Regions from separate parts of the Pan troglodytes genome. Here region 2 is linked to region 1. A link is a contact called in public Hi-C data. All regions are on one chromosome and are shown on one strand. Each heading gives the region's core, a stretch centred on a gene start, on an enhancer-like site or on the middle of the called end of the contact. The rest is flanking DNA. Distances are from core to core; before and after follow the strand shown. Region 1 holds the start of SEPTIN11 (septin 11). Region 2 overlaps SHROOM3 (shroom family member 3).

Evidence for each region. Hi-C and Micro-C count contacts between places; a contact is called where the count stands out from the background.
Region 2: a contact with region 1 is called in a Hi-C map of stem cell-derived neural progenitor cells, with 3 times the contacts expected there. The contact joins the enhancer-like site here to the promoter of SEPTIN11 in region 1. A contact is called at or near these places in 1 of 7 Hi-C or Micro-C datasets (stem cell-derived neural progenitor cells) and 1 of 1 datasets of contacts at active chromatin or transcription factors (stem cell-derived excitatory neurons).

Annotation. Positions count from the first base shown.
Region 1 is chr3:53,180,485-53,185,564 of NHGRI_mPanTro3-v2.0_pri, forward strand. It overlaps SEPTIN11 (septin 11), which reads right to left and starts at 2,587. Exons shown (of 10, transcript XM_054682944.2): 1 at 2,288-2,587. The coding sequence starts at 2,314. It overlaps LOC104006065 (a long non-coding RNA gene), which reads left to right and starts at 3,972. Exons shown (of 4, transcript XR_008547508.1): 1 at 3,972-4,057.
Region 2 is chr3:53,539,386-53,544,465 of NHGRI_mPanTro3-v2.0_pri, forward strand. All of the region lies in intron 5 of SHROOM3 (shroom family member 3), which reads right to left. Among named protein-coding and RNA genes, the nearest start is that of CCDC158, 160 kb to the right of the region's middle. Within about 2 kb of position 3,131, at least 5 of the 24 cell types and tissues checked have an H3K27ac peak or open chromatin away from gene starts, as enhancers often do. A contact at or near this core is called in stem cell-derived neural progenitor cells, where this site is marked.

The DNA of each region.
Region 1 (5,080 bases), core at 1,337-3,836:
ATGCAGTGTAGATTCCATGGAGCTGTGTCTCAAGAATCTTCCCCATTCATTGACTTTGTTTTAAAGCCATAACTGCCGAGATCACACTTAAGACAATAGCCCAATGAACAAAGTGAAAGGATTCAACAATTATCTGTGAAATGTGATCACACATTTTCTGTAGACTTTCTAACTTTATAGTCAATTCCTAATCACTCTTACATTAGGTTTCCAAAAGAAAAGTCTTCTGTCTTTAGATTGTAATTTAATTTTAATTCCGGTGACAACAGAGTGCGCAGAAAGAAGTCACTTCCTCTGTGCACGTATACTTAAAAAAAATCTCCTCTATTATCTGAAAAGGGAGATCTAACATAAGAATTCTGTGGGATTAAGCTCACATATGGTTGGCCGACTTGGTGTTGGATGTGATTACGGCCACACAACTAAACCTTAAATCCACATACTGTTCCTATTTAACTGACATATATGAACTAATTTATAGAAAACGTGCAGCTAATTATTTCTTCCACCTCCTCCATCCCTCAAGAATGCACCAGCAATAATACGTGTTACTGAAAAAGCCAAACACCCCCACTGAATATTTGCAATCCTAAACGTTTGCCAATTTATCTAAAGCAGATATTGTTATTTTAGTTCTCTGAATCTATGCCTGCTAATAAGTATAATGGGGGGCAGGGGGAGGAGTAATTTAACCAGATAAATTTCACCTCTATAGACCTCAATTTTCTCACCAAAAATAAAACGACTAGCCCAGAGACTATGCAAATTCCCTCAGTAACAATAACCTACATGTGACCACTGATTATCAAGAGCACAATTTATGTGCAAAAGAAGACCAGAATTCTTAAAAGAGCCATGTCATTAAATCGTAGAGTTGAAAAGGCCTAAAAGACAGTTATGATTCGATATGACCGCTGTGTTTTCTGACTGCAGAAAACGTCTTTGACAGCACCGCGGGCAGCCGAACCACCAAATCGAATTAGAATCCGCAAAGGGACCCATGAACTTCTCCCGAGGGGGTAGGGTGCAAAAGGCGCGCGTATCTGGGGAAGAGTTAGGCGGGGAGAGGGGGAAGAGCCGGGAGCCTGAGAGCACAGCCTTGCATTTCTGGGATTTCCGAGCTTCCAGTGTCTCAGTAAGTCTTTCGTCTGTAACTACAAAATCTCCCGAGCCACCACCTGCAGCTGCACAGCTGTGGGAAAGGGAAGAAGAAAAAGGGAAGAGGAGGTGATAGACAGGGAAAGACATCGCCCGAGGCGCCCCCAAAGCCAGTAAGGCGAGTGGACTGTGAACATCGACGACGAAAAGGGGAAAGGGAAAACAGGAGGACTCCGCCTTTCCCACCCAGCTCCGCTCCTTTCAAAAAAAAGGAAAGGCCGCCGCCGCCCCTTCCTCCGCCTTTCACTTGGGGATGCGGAGCGGCCACTGAACCGCACCCTCGGAGTCCCGCTCCCCTCCGGCCCGGCCCCGGGGCGCGGACCGAGTCTTGCAACCCAGTAGGCGCGGCGCCTTGGCCCACACACTCGGGGCAAAGGTATCTCCTCCCTCCTACTCTCCTCCCTCCCGCCGTGGGGCACTCGATTCTTCACGCACCCGCCCGCCCTTCCTCTTCCTCGCGTCCCAGCCTCCTCAGCCCGCCGCCCCCGGCCTTTCAGCCGCAGAACATTTCAGTCCTTCCACCCACACCACAAGGGAGCCTCCAGAAAACTTTGTGTGTGTTATCTGGGGCTTTGTCCACATCCTGGGCAGGGCCCGCTCAGCCGGGTGGATGCCCGAGGGTGTCCGGGATCTCACAATGCGCTGGGGAGGCCACCACGGAAATCCCACCCCTCTGACCTGCTTCTACAGCTGTGCCACACGCAGCACTTCAGCTCGCAATTCCCATGCCCTGAGCGCCCCCTCGGCGCGGGGGAGACTGGAGGAAAGCCCCGAACCCGGCGCCCTTCTGGCTGTCACGAGGGAAGAGGTGCGCGGGCAGAGGGAGGCGGCTGAGACACGCCGCGCCTCAAAGAATTATTTTAAAGGGAACAGGAGAGGGGTCCTTTTTCTTTCGCATCCCCAGAAGAGGGACGCGACGAGGCGATCCACTGTTGCATCACGTAACTGAGCCCCTGGGCTCCTAACCCCGACCCCAGACGCGCGCCCAAATTCGTGCACACACCCACAGCCGTCGCCGCCGCCGCAGGGCCGAGCACCCGCCCGGCTCCCCTGTGGTCCTCACCGCACCCGCCCCAGAGCAGAGACCACCCGGCGCCCGAGGAGCAGCAGGCGAGGCCCCAGCACTCACAGACGGTCTCCCCACGGCCACGGCCATCGCAGCTGCGGCACCGGCTCCGGCTGCGCCCGGGTGCTTTCCGCCGACTCCGGCTGCTGCTAGTGCTCGGGCTCCGGCTCGCCTCCCTCGCGCCTCCCTCGCGGCTGCGCTCTGCTCGCCGGCGTCCCGCTGGCAGCCAGCGGCATCTGCTCCCCCCACGCCGCCGCCCCTCCCGCTTTATTAGAGCAACATGGCCACCCGCCTGGAAGGGACCATTCGCTTCCCCAGGAAGGGGTGTGAGCCTGCGCGCCCGGCCGCGGTGGTGGGCGGGAGGATGGTGGGCGGGCTCCGAGCCCAGCTCCACTGGCCCCGGCCGCAGGGCTCGCCCCTCCGTCCCCAAACGACCGTCTCCGCTGCCATGAGATGCCGACAGCCTGTGCGCTGGCCGCCACCCCCTGCTCCATCAGGTGCTGGAATCTGAGTAAAAGCCTGGGCGCGAGCTCTCAGCCCCGGGGCCTGCCACCGGCTCCACGAAGCGGGCAGCTCCAGCGGCCGCCGGGAGAAGGAAGGGCGACCGGGGGAGACGGGTCGCAGGGACAGCACGTGGCGGAAAGTTAGCCCCGGACTAGCACGCCCCACCCGGAGAAGCCGGCCTGGAAGGGGCTGCGGACCACCAGGCGGAGCGGTGGGCGACCGAAGTGCGGCTGGGCTGGCCTCCTCGTCTCCGCACTGGAAGAATTGCCCTTCCGCAAGTCTTCCCTTCCCACATGGGGGCCCTCCAGGCCGCACCTCGGTCGCCCACCGCTTCCCTTGAGAAGGGAGACTAAAGACAGGCATCTGGAAGCTGTCACTGTGGCGCGCGGGCAGACAGGGGATCCCATTGGAGAGGAAGAGCCGTAGTAGTCGCTGCTGCCTTCGGCCGACCCAACGGCCGCCTGCTTGGGAGGAAGAAAAAGAACGCCCCCGCTGAAGAATTAAGGCAGCCATTGGTTGCTCTAGGGGTAAGGACCGAGGCCTCCCCTGGGTGTCACTGGAGCAGCCACACATGGGGGATCAGCCGACTTCATTCGATCGCTGGCGACAGACCCGGCGACCCGTAGGAATGCGCGCTGGGGCTGCGGCTGGAGGGCGTGGCGACGGCAACAGGCGGGTGGCTCGAGTGGGTGCGACTCTGGGCGCGTGGGACTGAGAACTCCTCCGCCGTGGGGAAGATTTTTTTCCCAGCAGATGTTGGGGTGTTACTGCGTGTCTGAGGGGCCGGCGGAATGGAGGGGTCCCGGTTCGTGCGGGGCAGCGAGGTGTGTCAGATGAGCTGTGGATCCCTGCGGCCCCACGTGGGCCGGAGAGGGGGGCCCACGACAACAAGCGATTGAGGACAGCGATGGACAGGGCGGGGAACCAGCTGGGTGGAAGCACAGGGAAAGTGTGGTGAGGAGGGAAGGGCTGTGATCTGCCCTCGGTACGACGCCCCAAGGGACAGCCTGGCCTCCTGAATTAGGGAAAAGACAACCCGTCTCTTTAGACTGGGGCGCCTCAGAGTCTGACCTGAGTCTTCAAACGCCCAGATCCCCTGGGGCCTTGAGTCTCCCTTTCCCGCTGGCCCTGCCTCGCCTGCGCTTCAAGACTCCGACGCCCCCGCAGCCTTGGGCTAAGGGTCAGTCGTCCCCGGGCGCGGGTCCGGCTGCCCTGGAACTGATGCTGGATTTCGCTGGTAGGTGGGCGAGGGGCTTGGTCACCCGGTCTGAATTCCACTGTCAGGACAGCTGTGGAACCGCCAGAGAAAAGTCTGGCCATGAAAGAAAGGTGAGGGGCGCCGACGCAGAGCTTATTTATTCAGTCTGTGGGCGGACTCAGACGTGCAGAGCACCAGCCTCTTCAATTTCTGCCCTCTAGACTCCAAATCTTTTGAAATTAGGGACCACCATTTTATGCCAAACATACAGTAGGCGCTCAATAAGTGTTGAATTAAGATTACACATAAATGGGCCGGGCGCGGTGGCTCACGCCTGTAATCCCAGCACCTTGGGAGGCTGAGGTGGGCCAACATGGTGAAACCTTGGCTGTAAAAAAATGCAAAAATTAGCCAGTCATGGTGGCGCTTGCCTGTAGTCCCAGCTACTATAGAGGCTGAGGTGGGAGAGTCGCTTGAACTCTGGAGGCGGAGGTTGCAGTGAGCCGAGATCGCGCCACTACACTCCAGTCTGGGTGACACAGTGAGACCCTGTCTCAAAAAATATATAATAATAAGATTACACACAGATGGGTGCTGTGCAAAGGGAGGGGGAAGACAAATACTTTCTTCTGCAGCTCTGGTACATGGACATTTTGTCCTTTCTCCATAAGGAGGATCAGACAGCAGCAGCACTGCCCATGGGCCAGAGGCCTCATGTAAGGCCTGGGAAAAGAGGGCTCCACACACCACCAACCGGATGTAAGGGCAGTTGCAAAGGAACTGTGTTATCTTGACCAGAACAGACTGTAGAATTTGTTTATCAAATTTTTTTTTTTTACTTATTTATTTTGTGAATGTATATGCTGTAAACTCATCTGCTTAGATTATAAGAATGTGAATGCCCTACCTTGGTGGGTAGGTTAGTTTATTCTAATCAGCAAAACTTAACGTTACATATTCCAACATCTCATTTGGGATGTGAGGATGCTATGGGGAGGATGGGTATCCTGGCATTGCTAGGATGTTGGAGCCTTAGCGAGAGAGTGGCAGAGTGGGGAGAACCTGGCACTTCAGCTACAGATGATCACTTATGAGCTTTGTTATATCAAATAAGTTAAACTTTCATCTCATTTCTTTTTTCTATTGTAAAATAG
Region 2 (5,080 bases), core at 1,881-4,380, 360 kb after region 1:
GTGCTGGGATTACAGGCGTCAGCCACCGCACCCAGCTAGGAGTCTCTTGATCACTTGTGGAACATCACTCATTCTATCAGTTTTGGTTCACACAAGTTTGTTGAGAGCTTTTATCTCAATGGGATCAGATGATATGCCACCCATACCGCTCTGCGGCTATCATTTGGGCTTCATTTTTTAAACCAGTCAGTCCAACTAAGAAGCAAAATTGTGTGAGACAGCTTAGGTTCATGCCTTCCAAAATCATCCATTTGTATGAAAGTATACCTTCCCACCCGTCACCAAAATGTGATCATTAAGGCTGCTGGGGATTTTTTTTGTTTATTTTTTGTTTTCTAAAAAACATGCCTTTTAGGGGTTTGGCCTAACAGGGAGTGCTACGTTTTCCCTCTTAACCAGCGACATTTTAATGAAGTCATCTATGGAGGGGTGGAGGTGAGGAAGCTGTTTCTTTTTCCATGTGTCTAGGGCTACCCAAACTCAGCTTGCTTGTCTGCTCCCTATGGCCAGAGCACATTGAGCTAAGGGAGATCTTCACCCAGCTGCTCAGCTTCTGAACCTACAGGCCTCCCCAACCCCAGGAAAAGTCAGGGGCCAAGGCTGGACACTGTGGGGAGAAGAAGGGGAGAGAGACAGAAACAGAGAGAGGAAGGTGTCTGATGTTTGCAACCTTCCATTTGCAGAGCTGAACCTTCCAAGCAGAGCCAAGGGGGTGCACAGCATGTGTCTAGGAGGGGGAGGCTGCGTGGCTTTCTTGTGCCCCATTGTGTATTGTGCTGTCCACAGCACCAGTAGGGACCCTCACCAGACAGCAGTCAGGGAGCCTGGCAGGCATTCCACAGTTCCTGGAAGGAGGCTTTTAAAAATGGTCACTCGGGAAACAATAAACTTAAGATACTTAATCCCCTTGCCCTCCAATCTAACTCTCTAATGATATTGTTCTTGGAATAAAATATCTATTTATCATAGTTATTAATGAATGTGTTAAATTACATATTTGGAGTGCGCTGGTACTCTGCAGACCTGAACAAGGGCTTTCTACACTCTTAATATAAAACGTGGGGTTTGTGACTTTGTTTACTTTTAAGTATTGTTAAGAAGTTTTTCAACCAGCTCTCTCCTCTTCCTTTCTGTACCTTTTTAGGATACTGGGGTTTTTATGGAAGACAATGATTAGGGCTAAGATTAGGGAATAAGATGAGGGTATTTATCCCTCTCCATACAAAAAATGACTTATACTTAACTCAGGAAATTACCTTTGATTTATATATTCTCTAGGTTGTAATTCATAAGCGAAGGTAGATTTTTGAAATATAAAAATGTTCAATATCTATTTAGCTTTCCAATGTTCATTTCTCTTTAACTATTTCAACATTTATAAATTCACTTTGTGTCTACCTACCTATGGATCCATATTTTAAAATCACTTGCATATACACTATATTTTTAAGTGATTGCTGTAGACTTGTGTGATGATCATATTTCATCTGATGGGTAATGCCATTTCTGGTGCTTTTATTCACCAAAGCAGTAATTTTTATGTTTATATTAAATGTCACTAATGTGTTATTTTATTATAGGAAAATGTTTTTATAAAGACACTTTAGCTAACTGCTGAAAAAAATGGAAAACTCCAACTGGCTGTAATCATTGGAAGAAAAAACACACTTGAGGATGATTAGCACAGATTTTGAATGACCTGTTTGCCCTATTGCTGTTTATCACTTGAACAGAATCATTGAGAACGGGTAAACACCTTCCTTTCATGAAGGTGTTTACATCCTTGAAATTAATGAGATGGGAAAAGTAGTCTCAGAACCTCTTTAGATTTATAAAGAGAACTTTACCCATTTTCAGAATGTTTTCAATGAAAAAAATTTAAATCCAAGGGAAAATTACTTTCCTTCCTATCACAACAAAACAGACAGGGTGAAAACACTAGTCCCAAACCACCAGTCTTTTTTATCAATCTTCAATTATTAAATCCTCAAGTTACAAATACGGTGACAGCAACCCCAGAGAAAAGACAGGATGGTCCCTGAAGTATGTGTCAATTGATTTACAAGTAAAATGAAATCAGAGCATAGTTAAGGATTAATCAGAATCACACAGAAGCACGTTCTTAAGCATCTCAACTGTTGCTTAAATGTAGGTGCTTGCATTTATAATCCGACCTTCTCTGAAACATAAAGGATGAGAAGAGTGAGCCAACCAATCAATACAATCCAATTTTGCTGTTGAAGTGCAATTCATTGATTCACCCATGTTGAACAGACCTAAAAAACAAAAGCTGCCTTCATATCCCAAATAAGAAAGTTAAAGATAGCTTTAAAAATAAGTTATAATTAAAATTAGGCTGTAAATCCTGAGGTTGCATGATTGGAGGGAGCCAAGATGTTCAGGCTGACTTGGTCTTATTACACAAGTTAGCATATATATTTGTTGGCCTTAACTAAAAGTTACTTTACTCTGTTATCACTTGAGCTTCTCATCAAATAGGAAAAAGTGCCCGTTGCCTGAGAGGACTAGAGTCATTTGTCAAGCTCTCTCCTCCCCATGTACATGTTTCTTTATTCTTTTATATTATTTTGTCAGCATATCTGACAGCCCAAAACCTTGGTGATTTCATCGCAAAGGCCTAACTTGAACAACTTCCCTACCTCTCTTTAGTTTACCTTCCCAATGCTGGCATTTCTGCCAACATCGACGGAGAAATAATGTCATCGAGAAATCGTTGGTTTAAAATGGACTTACCTTAAGGAAGTCTATGCCCAGGCAGGTCCATTGTCCTCAGTTATCTGTTGGTCATTTCTGTCCTGCGTGACACTGGGCCAAGGCTGGCCCACCGCGGGGGCTTGGTGGCTTGGGGGAGGTGGCCTAGAGGCACGGTTCTGCCCAGGAAGGATCCGCAGGAGCTAGCCCGAGGAAGACAGAGCTGAGACACAGGTGTCTGACACCACAGACGCACCTCCGCTGGGAACCTGGGCTGCCCTGATTAGCCAAACACAAAAGGCAGTTTGAATGACTGCCTCCTCCCGGCCAATCGCCGGCCGCCTGCCTGACAGGAGCTGGCCCGCTGATGTAAGGGGAAGTCCACTCGGCCAGAACCTGAGAACCGGTTTCCACCGCGCTGGCACGCCGACTCCGGCGTGCATTCCCGCCGCCACTTGCAGGAGCTGCCTGTCGTGCTGTGGTGTCCTGCCCGTCCCCAACAAGTGTCGCTCTAGGGTCCTCTGACTCATAAACACGACGTGCTGTGAAGACCATTAAAGCGAAGGTAAAGAAGAACACAGCGTCGGCAGCTTTATCTGCCCTTCCTCCCAGCCCTGGCGAGTCGGGCTTCTTTGTAGCTAATTAAGTTCAATTTTTAATTAGCTATGTTTTTTGCAAGCAACAGTTTCTTCCAGACACTGGGAGAAGAGGCAGGAACAATAAAGAAAGATCTTTCTACAGTCATTGTTCTCAACAATGAAATTCAGTATTATAAAAATCACCACAGACATAAAAATAGATCATTTATAATAAAGATGCTGCTCCTAAAAAAAGACAAAACAACAACACCACATTGCATCTTAAAATTCAGCACAGTGGGGTGCGATGCAGCCCGCCTTTGTAGATGAAATCATAACAGGTTTCCTAAACTCCATCCAGTTACAGACTTTACTTAAATCTATCATCTGAGGCCCTGAAACCGCAGTCCTTCGCAGCTGTATGGATAAGTAGTGCTTGATTCAAGTTTGGTATTTGCCCCAGACTGTAGGGGTCAGCTTAACAGTAACCATAGACACAAAGAGAGAGAGAAAGAGAAAAGGAACAGCACACACAGAAAGAAAATGGGACTCCAAGAGTGTCTGAGTTTATGGGTATGTAAATGTATTTTCCTTAGAGCCATCATGATGGGAAAATAATTATAGAATACACAGACAATTTATAAATTTCCTTGCAAAAGAATTTGAACAAGATTTGCAGGTTATTTTTAGGCACAGAAAGAAGAGAGAAAGGGAGCATGCCCCCCTGCCCACACACACAGAATTTTGAATTCACAGTGGCATTATTTTCTACCAGCAGTAGTAATCATTCCAAACACCAACAAAGTCTGAAGCATCCTCAAAGTATCATTGCATTTCAAAGGTGATACTAATTTTATTGAAAGATTGTTCCTGTATTAACTAGAATGTCTGTCTCTCTAGAATGTTCCACTTGAATTCCAGAGTTATTTATATCTCTATAATGTGAAATCTAAGGAAATGAAATTGAGGCAAATGTGGGATAGGAATGGGGTGGGGCACAGAATCATCTTTCAAAAGAAGAGAAGCCTCCCACTAGATCTGGCATCATAGATGCATTCGTTCAAAAGTAGCCTCCTTTTTTCTTAGGAAAGCACTGTTCTTATCCCAGCTTTATGTTTTCCTCTCCCCACCATGCAACCTCCCCAAAACACCACCACAGAGTGGAATTTCCTTCCATCATAGGCTACTCCCAGCAAGCCAGAGTTCAAGAGCAGCCAGGCCGTGCAATTCATTTTGAATATGTCAAATTTAACAACCTCCTGCTGCAGACCAGAGCTCATCTCCACTATGCGGAATGACGAATGGTCATGTTTGATGTTTGTTTATCACAATCAGCCGGCTAGTATGGGAACGCCATTCCTGAAAAGACCAGAACATTCACAGTAGTTTAAAGGAGCCAGGAGTGGACTCATTTGTGTCACCAGTCACTTCCTCATAGTCCAGCTCTGTCCAATTTAAGCTCACTTCAGATCCACTCTGCTCCAGATTCTCTGTGACAACATCCTCAACAGGTTGTGTTGGCTCAGGGAACTGTGTATATTGCATACACAGTCCTCATGGATGTTATGTTGTTACAGTAAAAGAAATCTATGTGACTCTTTTTTTTTTTTTTTTTTTGAGATGCAGTCTTGCTCTGTCGCCAGGCTGGCGTGCAGTGGTGCAATCTCAGCTCACTGCAACCTCTGCCTCCCGGATACAAGAGATTCTCCTGCCTCAGCCTCCCAAGTAGCTGGGATTACAGGCATGTGCCACCACGCCTGGCTAATTTTTTATTTTTTTTTAGTAGAGAT